Linked DNA regions of Sus scrofa: regions 2 and 3 are each linked to region 1. Evidence: chromatin contacts called from public Hi-C and HiChIP or PLAC-seq data. All regions are on one chromosome and are shown on one strand. The core of a region is the stretch at or near the end of the contact, and the rest is flanking DNA. Distances in the headings are between cores, read along the strand shown. Region 1 holds the start of ST3GAL6 (type 2 lactosamine alpha-2,3-sialyltransferase). Region 2 holds the start of CPOX (coproporphyrinogen oxidase). Region 3 overlaps DCBLD2 (discoidin, CUB and LCCL domain-containing protein 2).

Evidence for each region. A called contact is a pair of places that touch in the nucleus more often than the background predicts. HiChIP or PLAC-seq counts read pairs in DNA pulled down with a chosen protein or histone mark.
Region 2: an H3K27ac HiChIP or PLAC-seq map of skeletal muscle shows a contact between it and region 1. The contact joins the promoter of CPOX here to the promoter of ST3GAL6 in region 1. A contact is called at or near these places in 2 of 5 promoter capture datasets (fetal liver and liver), 9 of 47 Hi-C or Micro-C datasets (brain, embryonic fibroblasts, epiblast stem cells and 5 more) and 2 of 2 datasets of contacts at active chromatin or transcription factors (alveolar macrophages and skeletal muscle).
Region 3: a contact with region 1 is called in a Hi-C map of embryonic fibroblasts, with 2.6 times the contacts expected there. The contact joins the enhancer-like site here to the promoter of ST3GAL6 in region 1. A contact is called at or near these places in 2 of 5 promoter capture datasets (fetal liver and liver), 23 of 47 Hi-C or Micro-C datasets (adipocytes, alveolar macrophages, blood and 12 more) and 2 of 2 datasets of contacts at active chromatin or transcription factors (alveolar macrophages and skeletal muscle).

The regions. Positions count from the first base shown.
Region 1 is chr13:160,222,551-160,227,646 of Sscrofa11.1, reverse strand. It overlaps ST3GAL6 (type 2 lactosamine alpha-2,3-sialyltransferase), which reads left to right and starts at 2,310. Exons shown (of 11, transcript XM_021070677.1): 1 at 2,310-2,976.
Region 2 is chr13:160,329,376-160,334,471 of Sscrofa11.1, reverse strand. CPOX (coproporphyrinogen oxidase) reads right to left here and starts at 2,036. Exons shown (of 7, transcript NM_001243844.1): 1 at 1,432-2,036. The coding sequence starts at 1,948.
Region 3 is chr13:160,154,259-160,159,354 of Sscrofa11.1, reverse strand. It overlaps DCBLD2 (discoidin, CUB and LCCL domain-containing protein 2), which reads right to left. Exons shown (of 16, transcript XM_021070662.1): 15 at 4,361-4,498; 16 at 1-3,619. The coding sequence ends at 3,150. It overlaps ST3GAL6 (type 2 lactosamine alpha-2,3-sialyltransferase), which reads left to right. Exons shown (of 11, transcript XM_021070677.1): 11 at 1-1,117. Among named protein-coding and RNA genes, the nearest start is that of ST3GAL6, 69 kb to the left of the region's middle. Within about 2 kb of position 3,009, at least 5 of the 83 cell types and tissues checked have an H3K27ac peak or open chromatin away from gene starts, as enhancers often do.

The DNA of each region.
Region 1 (5,096 bases), core at 1,061-3,560:
TCACAGCTCATGGCAACGCCACATCCTTAACCCACTGAGCAAGGCCAAGGATCAAACCTGCGTCCTCATGGATGCTAGTCAGATTCATTTCTGCTGAGCGACAAAGGGAACTCCAAAATACTACTTTCTTGAACCTCACTCTAGACTTGAGTCTAGGGGTGGTGAATTGCATTCCAAGGTAGTGGGAGAAAACTGGCATTCACCTGGGATACCCTGGGACCCACCTCATGAAAAAAGGGTCATTTTAATTCAAAGAGACTGCACCATCCTTAATGGGAAACAAACAAACAAACAAACAAACAAAAACCAAAAACCCTAGCACATAGGGCCAGCCCTATATGTACACTGCCAAAATACTATGATTAAGGGAACTTTAAAAGTCTGCATGTTCCAATAGCCTCTTACTTCCACAAAGGCTGAGTTAAAAATTTATATTGTGGAAAACACTCCCCTCTCATTACCAAAAACAGTATCCCAGAGAGGGCTACAAATTTATAATCTCATTATGCTGCTTAATTCTTTATTACCTTCCACAAGAATTCAAACTTTTTACTTAGTTGCAATCATGTACCCATGTAATAATGTATCCTGAATTAAAATAAAAAAAATATTTTCACAGGTCAAAAGCCCCTGCCACAGATGGTTACATAGTTGTATGACATTCTGGAGAGAAAACTGATTTGGGTTCCAGGCACTTTCATTTGAATCACACTGCAAAATAGGGAGTGTGACCTTAGGTACCTTATTTCACCTCCTGACTCCAGGATGGGTGATAGGAACACATACGAATGCATGCAGGAGAGTTGACTCATGGTAGGAAATGACTGGTAGTTAATATTCTTTCTGAATTGATGGGTTTTGCGATAAGCATTGTACCGAGAATTCTTTCTGTCACCGTCTATTTTAATCCTCCTAACCACCCCTGAAAAGAGGATGTATTATCTCACTTTAGAGGAGACCAAAAAGAAGTCACTGGGGTAAGTCACTTGCTCAAGGTCACTCAGTGGGTCAGTGGAGGAGATGGAATTTCAACTAGGTTAGGGTGAACAGTGCCTTTTTGGACACTACAACTATGAAGAAGTGCAAATGTCACCTAAGAAAATTGGAGGGACTTTCCCCTTTGCGTATGACTGTATAGATCCAAAAGTCTTAGGAAAGCTAGAGGAGAGGAGGTTTAATTTGTGTTTAATTCTGAAAATCATGAACTGGAGTTCCTGTCATGGCTCAGCAGAAATGAATCTGAGCATGAGGACACAGATTCGATCCCTTGTCTTGCTAGTGGGTTAAGGATCTGGCATTGCTGTGGCTGTGGCATAGGCCAGCAGCTACAGCTCTGATTTGACCCCCTAGCCTGGGAACCTCCATATGCCTCGGGTGTGGCCCTAAAAGACAAAAAAAGAAAGAAAGAAAGAAAGAAAGAAAGAAAGAAAGAAAGAAAGAAAGAAAGAAAGAAAGAAAATCCTGAACAAGAGAAGAATAATAAACTTAGGAGAACCTAAAAGAGCAAAGTAACCTCAAGAAAAATGGGCCCAAATAGACAAATTCCATAAACACTTTTCACTACTCTGATGTCTCAGGAACCATGTTTAAAACTGCAAAATCTGTGTGGGTTCCATCAGAGGCAATTTGTAGAAAAGGAAATGATAGGGATTTCTGGACCCTCTGAATTTTTTGATAGTAGACCTGGGAAAATAACAAGTGCTCCTAGGGCTGTTGTCAAAATTAACACAAACACCACAAGGTCCATCACAGATGAAGTGGTGACACATTACTCACTTTTTTTTGGTCTTTTTTTTTTTTTTTTTTTTTTTTGCTATTTCTTTGGGCCACTCCTGTGGCATATGGAGGTTCCCAGGCTAGGGGTCGAATTGGAGCTGTAGCTGCTGGCCTACACCAGAGCCACAGCAAAACCAGATCTGAGCCATGTCTGCAACCTACACCACAGCTCACAGCAATGCCAGATCCTTAACCCACTGAGCAAGGCCAGGGATCGAACCCGCATCCTCATGGATACTAGTTGGGTTTGTTACCGCTGCACCACAACGGGAACTCCCTTTTTTGGTCTTTTTAGGGTTGCACCCAGGGAATATGGAAGTTCCCAGGATAGGGGTCTATTCGGAGCTACAGCTGCTGGCCTATGCCACAGCCACAGCAACACCAGATCCGAGCCACCTCTGTGACCTATACCACAGCTCACGGCAAGAGTCAGAGCCTTAACCCACTGAGTGAGGCCAGGGATCAAACCCACAACCTCATGTTCCTAGTCGGATTTGTTTCCGCTGCACCTCAAGGGGAACTCCACATTACTTACTTTGAATTGCACCCAAATCTGTGGCTCTTCTTCCTGGAGTCATCTGACAGAATGTGATGATGATGTTCAGTGCTCAAAGTCTGGAGTTACTAGTTGAATGTTACTAAACAGCGAGTTATTTCACAAACACTGAAATTTAAAAAGTATTCACAGCTATCCAAGTATGAAGTCATTATTAATATATGCTTTTATCAAGGAAGACCAACTTTAACAAGAGAAGAAAATGCACATCTCACCTTGGTTCTACTCCCTACAGTAATGTTTCCGCCAAAAGAGAAAAAAGCACTAATACATTTGTCCTTGAAAGGGCAGATCCCAGAAACACGGATCTCTCTGACCGCCCCCTCCCTTTCTGCTGGGGACCAAACCGCCTTGCCCCTCCTGGTGTCACCAAAGTCCACAGAGAGTCAAGCAAAAGTGTTTACTTGTGCTGCCTGCCAGCCGGGTGGGGCGGGGGGAGGTACCTGAGCTGCCCCTAGCTTTGGTCTCTGCAGCCTTCCAAACAAATCTAGGAGGGATGGCAGAGTCTCCTAGGCTGTGCAACTTGATCCTCCTACCTTGTCCTGAAGCCACCCGCCGCTTTTTCCCTGCCCTCCCCTCGTGGTGATTTTCCTGTCCCGGACTCCAGGAGAGGGCGCGCGGCGGGAGTCTGCCCAGCCGGAAAGGTAGGAGCTTGGCCGCGCTCCTGCCTCGCCTGCCCCGGCGCCCCAACGCCTCCCTCCGCATTGCACCTTCCTCAGCCAACTTGCGGGCGGCCACGGCCACCACGCATCTGGCGCCAGCCGCCCAGCAGGAGGAGCTTCCCCGCGGCTCCCGAGGCTTTCCACGCTTTTGACTGGATCGAGAGCCAGGAGCTGCGGGCAGCGCACGCGCTGGTGGGCGCCTCGGACTCCGGGCGGCGCTGCATCCTTCCCTGCTTCCCGGCAGGGTCCAAGGAGACTGATTCCTCCCTGTGCCGCCCCTGAGCCGCGCCACCTTCCTCCAGTTCCGCCAGCCGCGGGCTTCGGCGGCCCGATGCTGCAGGCGCCGAGGGAGAGGCAGCAGCTGGCTGGAGAGAGCGGCGGCGGGCGCGTCGAAAGCAGAGGGCCCCCGGCCCGGGAGTCCGGGGCGTTTCTGTGGTCTTCGCGCCTAGGCCTCGGCGGGTAACTCTCTCCGGTCCTCTTTGCTGCGGATTTGCATCTCCGGGGAAGGGAGGTTGGGGTGCGGGGAGACCCGCGGGCTTCGCAGCCTCTTCGACTGAGGGTCGGGGTGGAGGGCGCGCTGAGCTTACTGCCTCTCTAGGCACGCTTCCAATCCCAGGAGCCTGCGTGCGCTCGCCCCGCAGGCGCGGGTGCTCGCCCCGGAAGGGCCGGAGGGACACTGGGCGCTTGGGTGAGGCCCACGGGGGTGACGGGCTCCTCGCTCACTGTCGTTTCCGTGTAAAAGGGTCTGTACTCGAGCAGGGGCGACAGATATGGAAGTTTCTCTCGCTTTACCTTAAAATTTTTTCCAAGAAACCTTTCTTGCCGCTACGGTGGAACTAGACCTAGCAAAACCAGCTTCAAGGCATTTTGAAGGACAGGGCGGCGGTGAGAAAATTGCTGGAGCTGGGTTGCCGTTAGGTTTCAAGATCGAGGAAAAGAAACTTGCGGTTTTGAGGCCAACTGCTCCCGAGCTCCCTGGCGATCTCAGCCGCTTTTGTGCTACTATTTTGACTTAAAGGAAAATCTATAAAAAGAGATTATTTTCAGAAACTTAAAAACAAACCCAAAGCACCTTCGCGGGGGTGGGGAGACGGAGTCTTAAGTAGAAAAGTGCAGCGAGAGGGGTTAGGGACGGGCGTAGGGTAGCGGTTGTTCAAAGACGATGTTTTAAAACAGCCCTTGGGACTGGGGATGAGAAAAATATCTTGAGTGCCAACAAATCAGGAACTACATAAGGCGCAGATTCTAAACTCAAAAAAGTCACACTTGCTTTAAGAGGAACGCCGGCTGAGGACTATAATTAGGTAGATATTTAAGGAAACATAACCTGCCAGAAGCTCCTCGTCTTCTGGCCCCATGGTCACACTAATCTTCAGATCTCTGATGCCCCGCTTTTATAAGGCTAGCTTGGACATTTGACTTTCCAAACTTAAAACTTTTTCTCCCAGCTGCAGACCCAGAAATTATCTTTTTATTTACATGGGGATGTTAAATATTTGGGAGGATCTGGTCAGGCTGCTAGGCTATTTTCCATTTGAAAGCATGCTGATTTGATATTTGTAAATTGATTTGTTGTCGCTTCCTTTTCGCCTCACCAACCACTGCTTTTCATACCGAGAACTGCAAAAGAACTATTCAGATTGTTATCTAGGTTGTGTCTCGGAAAAAGGCTAATTGGTTCAGGGGCACTTTATTTTATTTTGTGTTTTTAGGGACGCACCCATGGCATATGCAGATTCCCAGGCTAGGGGTCAAATCAGAGCTGTAGCTGCCAGCCTACGCTACAGGCACAGCAACTCAGGATGCTAACCGCTCCTTCAACCTACACCACAGCTCATGGCAAGGCCAGATCCTTAACTCACTAAGTGAGGCTAGGGATAGAACCTGCATCCTCGTGGATACTACTCAGATTAGTTTCCGCTGAGCCACGACAGGGCACGTTAGATAATGGCAACTTTGGTTTATGAGAAAGGAACTTTTCTGGAAACTATTTCCCTGTTCTGGCTTTGTAAGCTGTCCTTAATTGTGTGTGTGTTGGGGGGGGGCGGGGACACCTTCACTGGTTGCTTGATGGGGCTTCTCTTGAGCAATGTTTTTACCAT
Region 2 (5,096 bases), core at 787-3,286, 110 kb before region 1:
AGCAGTTGTTTCATGAAACTTCATGTCTGGCTTATTTTATTTCTAAGAATTTTTAGAGCTGGATGGGACATAAGATGATCCAGTACAACACCTGTATATTTCAAATGAGAAAACAGGCACCAAAAAGCAAAACACCTCCAAAAACACACAGCTAGCAAGTGGCCCAAACTATTGTCTCAATGCATTCTAAGTGTCAAACAATTTTCAGTACTTCACATATATTCATCTTATTTTATTCCTAGAATACATTTATGCATTATTCATAATCTCATTTCATAGATGAGGAAACAGGCACAAAAAAAGTAACTGCTGAAGGTCACACAGCTAGTCTAGTATTTACAGTTGTGAATTGGTTCAACAGTCTTAAAAATATTACAAAATGGAAAACCAGATTTAATTTCATTTAAAATAAATGTTTGGGGAGTTCCCATTGTGGCTCAGCATTAACAAACCCAACTAGTATCCATGAAGATGCGGGTTCAATCTCTGGCCTTGCTCAGTGGGTTAAGGATCCGGCATTGCCATGAGCTGTGGGGTAGGTTGAAGACTCGGGTCAGATTCCACATTGCTGCAGCTGAGGTGTAAACCAGCAGTGGCAGCTCCGATTCAACCTCTAGCCTGGGAACCTCCATATGCCACAGGTGCAGCCCTAAAAAGCAAAAAAAAATAAAATAATAAAATAAATGTGGCATATCACAGCCCAAAATCAGCTAATGAGAAGTTGTTGTTAGTATTCCCAGGTAAGAAGAATCAGAAATACTTTAAATTTATGACCAAGATGTAGGGTTCCACTGCATAGGCAATAACATGGTCATGAATATAGGACTCTGTAAAAACTTGGTTTTAATACTGAAGTATTTTGCCAGTGGAGGTAAAGATTTTCCTGGCAGGCAATCTGATGGCGCATCTGGCAGAACTACTGACAAGCTGAATCAAATACTTCTTGCACAACCTGGGGAAAGGACATAAGGACACAGTAACTCCCTCAGCTGGAGGAGACCAGAGACCGGCTTACACTTAGTAAAGAGGAGCTAGCTTTTTTTTTTTTTTTCCCAGCTCCAAAGGAGATAGGGTAAACGCACCCAGAGAAGCAGATGAAATGTGAAAAAAAATCTATGCTCAATTACAACCTAGGACATCCAAGTTTGTTGGCTAAAAGCGACCTACTGATTTCTACGGAAAATGCCATTATAAAATTGAGAAGATTTAAAAAATGTCCAGTACTAGAGTGACAGCCGATCTAGGTCCACAAATCCAAGCTGAGGGCTGATGACCCTGTCAGTGTCAGTCTTTTTAACTGTGTCCCTTTTAACCCAGCAAAGGCTGTTACAGGTACCCTTTCCTTACTTCCATCCCCTATTCTGAGTCATTTACTACCAGCCTGACCTCTTTTCCCTATCTCCACCTCCCTCTAGGGGCCGACCTCCTCACCTTCTTTCCTCTCCCACCGATCCACAGAGAAGCGGGCACCCCCATCCACCTGTGCCAACGCCTGGCACACCTGGGCCTGGGTCTCCAGTATCAACAGCTCCATCTTGGTTTTCATGTCCTCCGGCCTAGTCCGCAGCTCGCTCAGGTCAGTCACAGGCGGGGCCATGAAGCAGCTGCAGCGGCGGGCTAGTTCGTCGTCGTCTTCCTCCGGTTTCCCGGGCAAGGTGCTCGGCGTCCCCGAGCTCTTGCGCACCATCTCCGCACGCTCCACCTGCCCGAAGGCGGCAGCGGCCAGCCCTGCCAGCCCCGCTAGCCCCGCCGCCACCCCGGTCCTCAGCCGGGGGCTGCCTCCCGTCGTGGGGCCGTGCCCCAGCCCGCGGCTCTGCTGGGGGCAAGTGGTGCCAGGCGGCCGGCAGAGGCGTCCCACAGCATAGCGCCGGGACCAAGCGCTTAGCTCTCCGCAGCCGGCACGCGCCGCACGCCAGCAGGGGCCCGCGCTCAGCCCGCCCAAGTGCATAGCCCCGCTCCCGCGCTGTCACCCCGGACAGTGCCCGCCTCCCAGAGAGCGGCCCTTGTGCTCCCTGGGGTCCTAAAGAGCGAGCAGCGCCGGGTGAAGGAACTTTTGCGGGAGAAGAGCTACTACCGGGTCGGCTTGCCAGCGGCAGGCGGGAGGCGGGGGATGCCGGGAGCTGTAGTTCTGTCTCCTATCGCCGCCTGCAGGGGCGCACCCGGGAGATAAAAGAATCCACCGCCGCCAGAAGGGCGGGTCCCACGGGAAGAGAACCGGGTGGCGGTGGTAGGAGAGGGCCGTGGAAGCGCTGGAAGAGATAAAAGAAGCCTTCTTGTCACGTACAACCTCTGGTCTGTGGTTCAGCCAGCCACAGGGAGAAGGCAAAGTAGGGCTGGACGGACTGAGGACTAACCTGGGCAGAAATATGCCCAGAGACTCCTGCCCTGACTTACAACTTTTAAACAGCATTGCAAATTCTGGTTCTTTTTATGTATAGAAGGTCCCGGATCCAGTCCTCTAAATCTTCTAAAATTGGTAGGATTGGTGGGGGCGGAGCCTGGGAAACTCCTAACCTATGGGCTAGTTTTTCAAAGGAGTCAGAAAAGCTAATGAAAATGGTCCTAAGAAAATCCTAGGAAAAGATTTTCTGCGATCAACACCATAGCACATTTCTATCATTAAAATCTTCCCAGGCCTTGCTCCTACAGTGTACAATTGATTGTTCTAGCAATAGGAAAAGCAAAAGTGTTTTTCTAAACCAGCATAAAACTCATGACCTGTTGTATTTGGGTGATCGAGGAATAAGAAACTTTAAAATATTTATCATCCTGCAGTTGTAGGGTGCTGCCAAATATATCTCACGTTTAATACTCCCAATAACTCCTGTAAACTAGGCAGGACACACTCCTCCTTATTCCCCAAAACACATGAGCGCAGGCGCGCGCGCACACGCACGCGCACACACACACACACATGCTTTTAAAGAAATGAGAAACGAAGCTAACATAGATTTCATAGTTGTTGTTGTTTTTTTCCCCTGTAACCGTACCACAGTTCCATGTTGTCTGCATATGAGTGTAAGAACAATTGTCATGGGCTCCTTTGTCCCTTAAATCTCCAGGATGATTTTCATTTCAAGCAGCAGATAATTATTTAAGCCACCAGTGGTAGTTTCTACAAGCTTTTTCTTAGTGGCTAGATGTAATTATGGAACTTCCATGGCTACATGTTTGACCAGTTGTTTAGGGCAGTGTATTTTATCCAATTACAGCAGCATCTGGCAGCTCTCACATGGGAGCAGAGTGTTAGCTGGGTGGGCAAGCCTAACTCTCTAGAGATTCAGTAAATGGTAAAAGCTTAGATTAAGAAGTGATTAAACTGCTTTGGAGGATGCTTTACCTGTGAGACTGAGTTGGCAAAGGAAATATAAAAACTACCATTCTAGAATGTGGCCACTGCAAGGAATGTGGGGACTGAGTGAGCACTAAGAGGGGACCAAACCCAGCCCAGAAGCCTGGCAGTTCCTTTGGCAGGGGAGACACCAGAACTGAGCAACCTGGAGAAGGTTCAGCCTTCAACAAAGTGAGGGAGGGTCTGGGAGTTCTTTGGGAGAGGAATAAAGAAACATTAAGTAGGGGAAGAAAAAGGAGTTCCCTTTGTGACTCAAGGGGCTGAGAACCTGATATAGTGTCTGTGAGGATGTGAGTTGGATCCCTGGCCTCCCTCGGTAGTTAAGTATCCGTCATTGCCACAAGCAACATAGGCTATAGATGTGGCTCAGATATCTTGTTACTGTGGCTGTGGCATAGGCCAGCAGCTGTAGCTGTGATTTGACCCCTGGTCTAGGAACTTCCATATGCTGCAGAGGCGACTGAAGAAAGAGAAAAGGAAGGAAGGAAGAAGGAAGGGAGGGAAGGAGAGGAAGAAAGAAAGAATGTTAGTTGAGCATCAACCCTTCTTGACTAATCTAGACCATTGAAAAGAATACCTGGAGTTCCCACCATCATGGCTCAGCAGTTACCGAACCCTACTAGCATCCATAAGATTGCGGGTTCAGTCCTTGGCCTCGCTCAGTGAGTTAAGGATCCGGCATTGCCCTGAGCTGTGGCGTAGGTTGCAGACACAGCTGGGATCTGGCGTTGTGTGGTTGTGGTATAGGCTGGTGGCTACAGCTCGGATTTTATCCCTGGCCTGGGAGCCTCCATATGTCATGAGTGTGGCCCTAAAAAGATGAATGAAAGAAAGAAAGAAAGAAAGAAAGAAAGAAAGGAAGGAAGGAAGGAAGGAAGGAAGGAAGGAAGGAAGGAAGGAAGGAAGGAAGGAAAAAGAAAGAGAGAGGAAAGAAAACCTCAAGGTATAAGAGAGGAGATGAAGGGCAGGTGATGTTTGTGTTCAGAGAAGAGAGATACACAGGGCAGCTGGGGGCCTCAACTCCAGCAGGGATACCCTCGCTGCATCCTGGGTCCAAGGCCTGTGCACCTGCCCACAATCACTTGGTCACTCCTAATTCTATTCCTGCCAACCTTTCTCTACCTTGCCAACCTCGTGTGCCTTTCCCCTGAGTTTGCCCCTACCTAAACACTTGTCCCACAGACAACATGTCTGTCTGCCCCCCTATACCTTGAGCTTCATGAGATCAGGGTCTTTGTATCCCCAGCACCTACCACAGTGCCTGGCATGTGGTTGGCTCTGAATGTATATAGAATGACAGAACAGAGAGTAGTCTGAGCAGAAGAAACTGTCAGATGCTCAGAAGGAATTGAGAAGAGTGTTGTGAGACAGTGAGATTGGGGAAGGGAGTGAGGGTCAAATGGGTGAAGGGGGTCAAAAGATACAAACTTTGAGTCATAAAATAAATAAGTCCTGGGGATGTAAGACACAGGATGGTGACTAGAGTTAGCAATATTATATTGTATTTTTGAAAGTTGCTAAGAGAGATCTTAAAAGCCTTATCACAAGAAAAAAATTATAACTATATAAAAAAATTAACCAGTATATTGTAGCAATCATTTTGTAATTGATAGATATATCAAATCATCGTCATACACTCGAAATTAATTTAATATGTCACTTATACCTCAATTTTAAAAGAAACAGAAAAAAAAACTGTCACTTAAGGAAGGGTTTGTTTGCCTCTTCTAGATGTGTATGATAG
Region 3 (5,096 bases), core at 1,760-4,259, 69 kb after region 1:
TTATCACATTCCATAGAATTATGGCCACATTCATATTTAAATGAGCTTATTTTCTACTTTCTTGTGTAGGGGGTGGGGAGAAGGACATGTGTATATATACCATAATTTCAGTTAGTGTATAAATCCTCTACTCATCAGCAAATAAAACCCATTGTTTAATGCAAAGTGCAAATATTTAAACGGAACTTAAATAACTGGACTAGACCCTACACAATAGTATCTATTTAGATTTTACAGCTTTTAAAATCAGCATTCACAATATCTTATCTTTAACTGTACTGGTTCCTAAGATCAAGTAACAGGGAAGTCAGTGTAATTTTATGAAAGGACCACATTTCCTGCATCCATTGTCTGATTCTATTTTTATAACTGCATTAACAGGAAAAAAATATAATCCAATAAACAACAGTGACTTAAATCTTTTTACATGTTTCAAGCAAAGATAAAAATACAAGGGAATTTTGTAAAAAATGGTTACTTTCACATTTTCAGTTGTTACTTGATTGTCTCCAAAACTGTATATATATCAGACATATTAATGTTAAAAAAAAAAAAAATCCCCAAACAGGAGTTCTTGCTGTGATGCAGCAGATCAGTGGTGTCTCTGCACTATCCGGATGCACAGTGGGTTAAAGGATCCGGTGCTGCTGCAACTGCAGCTCGGATCTGATCCATGGCCCGGGAGATCCACAGACCATGGGGCAGCCAAAAAAGAAATAAAACAAAAAAACCCTTTAATATGAAAACAAATGAATTAAAAAGTACAAAACCAGAACTTTGTATCCGGCTCAGCTCTTCATATGGAAAGTAAAATATATAATAGCAGTAAAAACTAAATATTTTATAAAAACCATTGGTAGTTCAAGGACAGCACAGTGGCGATAAAAGAATCAAGTCTTAAAATATACATAAGAAAACATCTGCTTCTCAAAAAAAGTTCCGTGGGAAAACAATCAGGTGCACACAATTACACAAAATAGCAAGCATTTGTGGAAAAATGAAAGTTACTGAAGTTACTTCTCTTAAAGCTTCAAACAGGTGTATGATTTGAGAAAAAGTATATTTTTGTGTACTAAGGATGAATAAAAAATAAAGCAACTGGTTTACTCTTCCCACCTGAAAAGGGATGACTGCATTAATATATGTGCTTTACACATTCATATCTGTTTTTATAAAGATATGCATATCGGTTTTTCAGTGAATTATGCCTCAAAGTTTGTCAGAAAAAGGAAAAGCAAACAAAAATGTAAGACCAACAAAATCATACAACCACAAGGCAGGGAGGCTATGGAAATAAGCAGTTCTGTTTTGAAGCAATGTTTTATCATAGTGGCGCACACTCATGGAAGTAAAATGAACACTGTAGATCTGCAGTCAAATTTAGCCACTTCTGGCAACATCACCTGGTGGTGCAGGCTACAGGAAATGACTAGAACCTGATGGGGAAGTACATTTCAACGTTTAAGTCTACAAAATAAGGTTGATAGAAGAACAGATGCCAAGTTCATATATTTTAATCATATGATTTCTCATATTAATTTACCAGTCTAAAGACTTACTTATTTTATTTTGGTCTTTTGTCTTTTTAGGGCCGCACCTGAGGCATATGGAGGTTCCCAGGCTAGGGGGTGAATCAGAGCTATAGCTGCTAGCCTATGCTACAGTAACAGCAATGCCAGATCTGAGCCACCTCTGTGACCTACACCACAGCTCATGGCAACGCCAGATCCTTAACCCACTGAGCAAGGCCAGGGATTGAACCTGGGTCCTCATGGATACTACTTGAGTTTGTTAACCACTGAGACACGATGGGAATTCCTAAAGGCTTTTAAAGATGGTTTTTTACACTAAGGCTGGTAAACTGCAGACACTTTCTATTTCAGCCATCTGAAACAAGTTCTGGGCAAAAAGTGACAAAGAAGTTGCCCAGGGGCATCAAAAACAAGACAGGAATTTTCCACGGCTAGGATGCTCAAACATTTGTTCCTCAGGTACAATGTAAAGGATGACTCCTGCCTCCACAGAGCTGAAGAATACATGCTAGGTTTATATTTCTTACATTAGTTTACTGTGGAAAACAAATGTTTCTTCATTTGACTAAAAACAACACCTTGAGATTCGAAGAAAAATCTATAAATGTAAAACCAAAGAGGGCAAATTCTGGCTACCTTTTTTGCGGGGGAAGGTAATTTATAGGACTTCTCAGGAATGACTTTGCCTTTCACCACGATATTTTAAGTGTGTACTGTTTACAGTGTTCAGTTAGAAGCCCTCAGCGTTCCACAACCCTCTCTGGAAAAATTCCACTGCAAATAAAGTTGGGGGTGGAGAATCTCCTGTATAGCTTTTTTTTTTTTTTTTAAATTTGTAGAGTTGTTCTGTTTCCCCTCAGAAACATTAGGGGATCTGAAATAATGAGGCTGATAAAGCAAGGATCACCCATGAAAACAACACTCAAGCATTTATAAACAGAAGAGTGGGGCTGGCCACCACGGGCCCCAGGTAAAACAAGGAGGGATGAGACCAGGTCATGGATGATGAAGGGTTAAAGCTCTTAGCCGTGTCAGAAAGTGAAAAACCACCCTCCTCATTAGAGGTCAGTTTCCCAGTACAGATCTTCCTAAGCAAAGATGGCTAAGTGTATATGACTATAATCAAAACAATGATTGTATTGCTGATTTTTTAATCCAGAATGCAATATGGGAAGAGAAGAGGAAGAAATCATGATAGTACCCACCTTTCACAAAGAGCAGAATTTCAAGCCATTAGACATTTTACGAAGAGTACCATGCTTATTGCCAGAAAGGCTTACAGAGCCATCTTGAGTTCATAATGTACCTGCAGCATTGGTAATAAATACTCAGTGATTTTTAATTCTCTTGAAGTGCATAGTAGGGAGCTTTTTCTGTATTAAAATCATGTTTTACAGTAGTAACAAACAGGAAGTCTGAAATTTAACAAGCAAGTGGTAACTGTGCCATGATGACACTTTTAAAGCAAGATGAGTAGCTTCCTGTACCTCGGTCCTCACGCTTCCCCCAAGCACATCCGTGACAGATCATGTAACACGTTCTATATATTACTACCACTAACACAATAAAAAAGGCCATGTGCTTTAAAATGATGCTTTGTAAAAAGCAGCATCACCTTCAAAGGATTTCCTTAAAGACATCACATTCACCATCCCTCCCCGCTCCTGCCACCTCCTGTGTGCTCTGTGGTACCTGGTACACCAATTCATCGGGGGCACTTGGGCCTGGCTTCCCACCTTTTGGGGTATCATACTGGGCCCGGGCTGAAGAGCAGCTATCAGTCCTGGAGAGAAGAGTGTTGTATGTTCCCACTAAAGCAGGAGGCTGGTTTCCTGTGGCTTTGAAAGTGGACGTTGAGGGCAGACCAACTGAACCTGTGGGGTGCCCGGACATATCCATGACAATTGGGGTGGCGTACTCAGGCCCAGTGATTGGGAGTGGTTCAGCATAGGCATGATAAACTTCTTGCACAGGAGAGCTGTAAGGATCTAGGTCAGCATACCCGGCTTCTTTTCCTTCTTCTGGTTTAAAGGTGGATCTCTGATGGAGTGTGCCAACAATTCCTCCCACAAGTGGCTGTGCATACTCTGTGGAAGTCACAAAACACAGACAACAGAAATGTCACGTCATTAACGCAGGGATCTTACAATTGAGGATGGCAGCTGAAGGCTTATACCAAAGCAAACACTTTATGGAGTGTTTGCTATCAATAGAGACCTATGGATTTTCCAGTAAGAACCAACTTAAAAAATTAAAATGAAAGATGTTATCTTGTAGATGTGCCAGAAAGCGTCATTCATGTGGTTTTGCATAAAGAGTGTTCGCATATGTTCTTCAGATAATATTTCATTGGAAAATAAATATTCTAATATACACTAGTATTAGAATAGTAGTAAATATTCAAATACTAGTATTTGGAATAATGCTAGTCTTGGAAAATCATTTCACAGATTTTTTTTTTCCTTTTCAAATACTAGAAAATACTTAAAATATGTATTTAATAGGGAATTCCCTAGGGTCAATAGGGAATTACTGTAAGGCCCACTGTGTCTTTCCTGCTGCCTTTTTAATACCCCCAATTCCCCCCCAAAAACATGAAATTCCAGGTAAACAAAGTGCCCTAAGTTTTTAGAAATTAATATCCCAAATTTATGGATAGAATATCTAAAACACAAATGACTCTTGATGAGCTTTTAAAAAGTGGTTCTACCTTTGGAAAACTAGCTCATCATGAAAAAGATGAAAGATACTGTTAAATCCCAAAGCACTTATAGCAAGTATAGCATTTTCCTCCCTCCACCCGTGGCTCCAGAGCTGCCACTCATTACCTGCAGAGTCCGTCTGCAGCACTGTGGTGACTTCCCTTGGACTCAAGTGATTCACTTCACTACTGCTGTAGCGGACTGGGGTTTCCTCATGCTCCACTGATCTGGCAGGGAGAAACTGCTTCATTCCTTTCCACCAGCCTTCATTGTGATCATAAGCAAAAGAGAATTAATGAAAAGCTATGTCTGAAACAGCAATAGTATATGAAGGGAGAAATCTGGTTGTGTTTAAGCCATTTCTATAACAAATGTCTACACAAACTAGCCTTTATGTTCAAGCTTTTTTTTTTTTATTGTGGTAAAATACACCTGATATAAAATCTATCTTAACCATTTATGAGCAAATAGTTCAGTGATATCAACTATATTAATACTGTTGTGCAGGCATCACCAACATCCATCTCATAACTCTCTTCTTCTTGTAGAACTAAAATCCATACCTAGTACTCCTGATTCTCTTTTTTGCCAGCCCCTGGAACTCACCATTCTACTTTCTGTGTTTATAATTTTGAATACTCTGGAGTTCCTGTCCTGGCACAGTGAAAATGAATCTGACTAGGAACGATAAGGTTGGGGGTTCGATCCCTGGCCTTGTTCAGTGGGTTAAAGATCCGGCATTGCTGTGAGCTGTGGTATAGGTCGCAGACATGGCTTGGATCTGGTGTTCCTGTGTTGTGGCCTAGGCAGGCAGTGAGCTCCAATTCGACCCCTAGCCTGGGAACCTCCATATGCTGTGGGT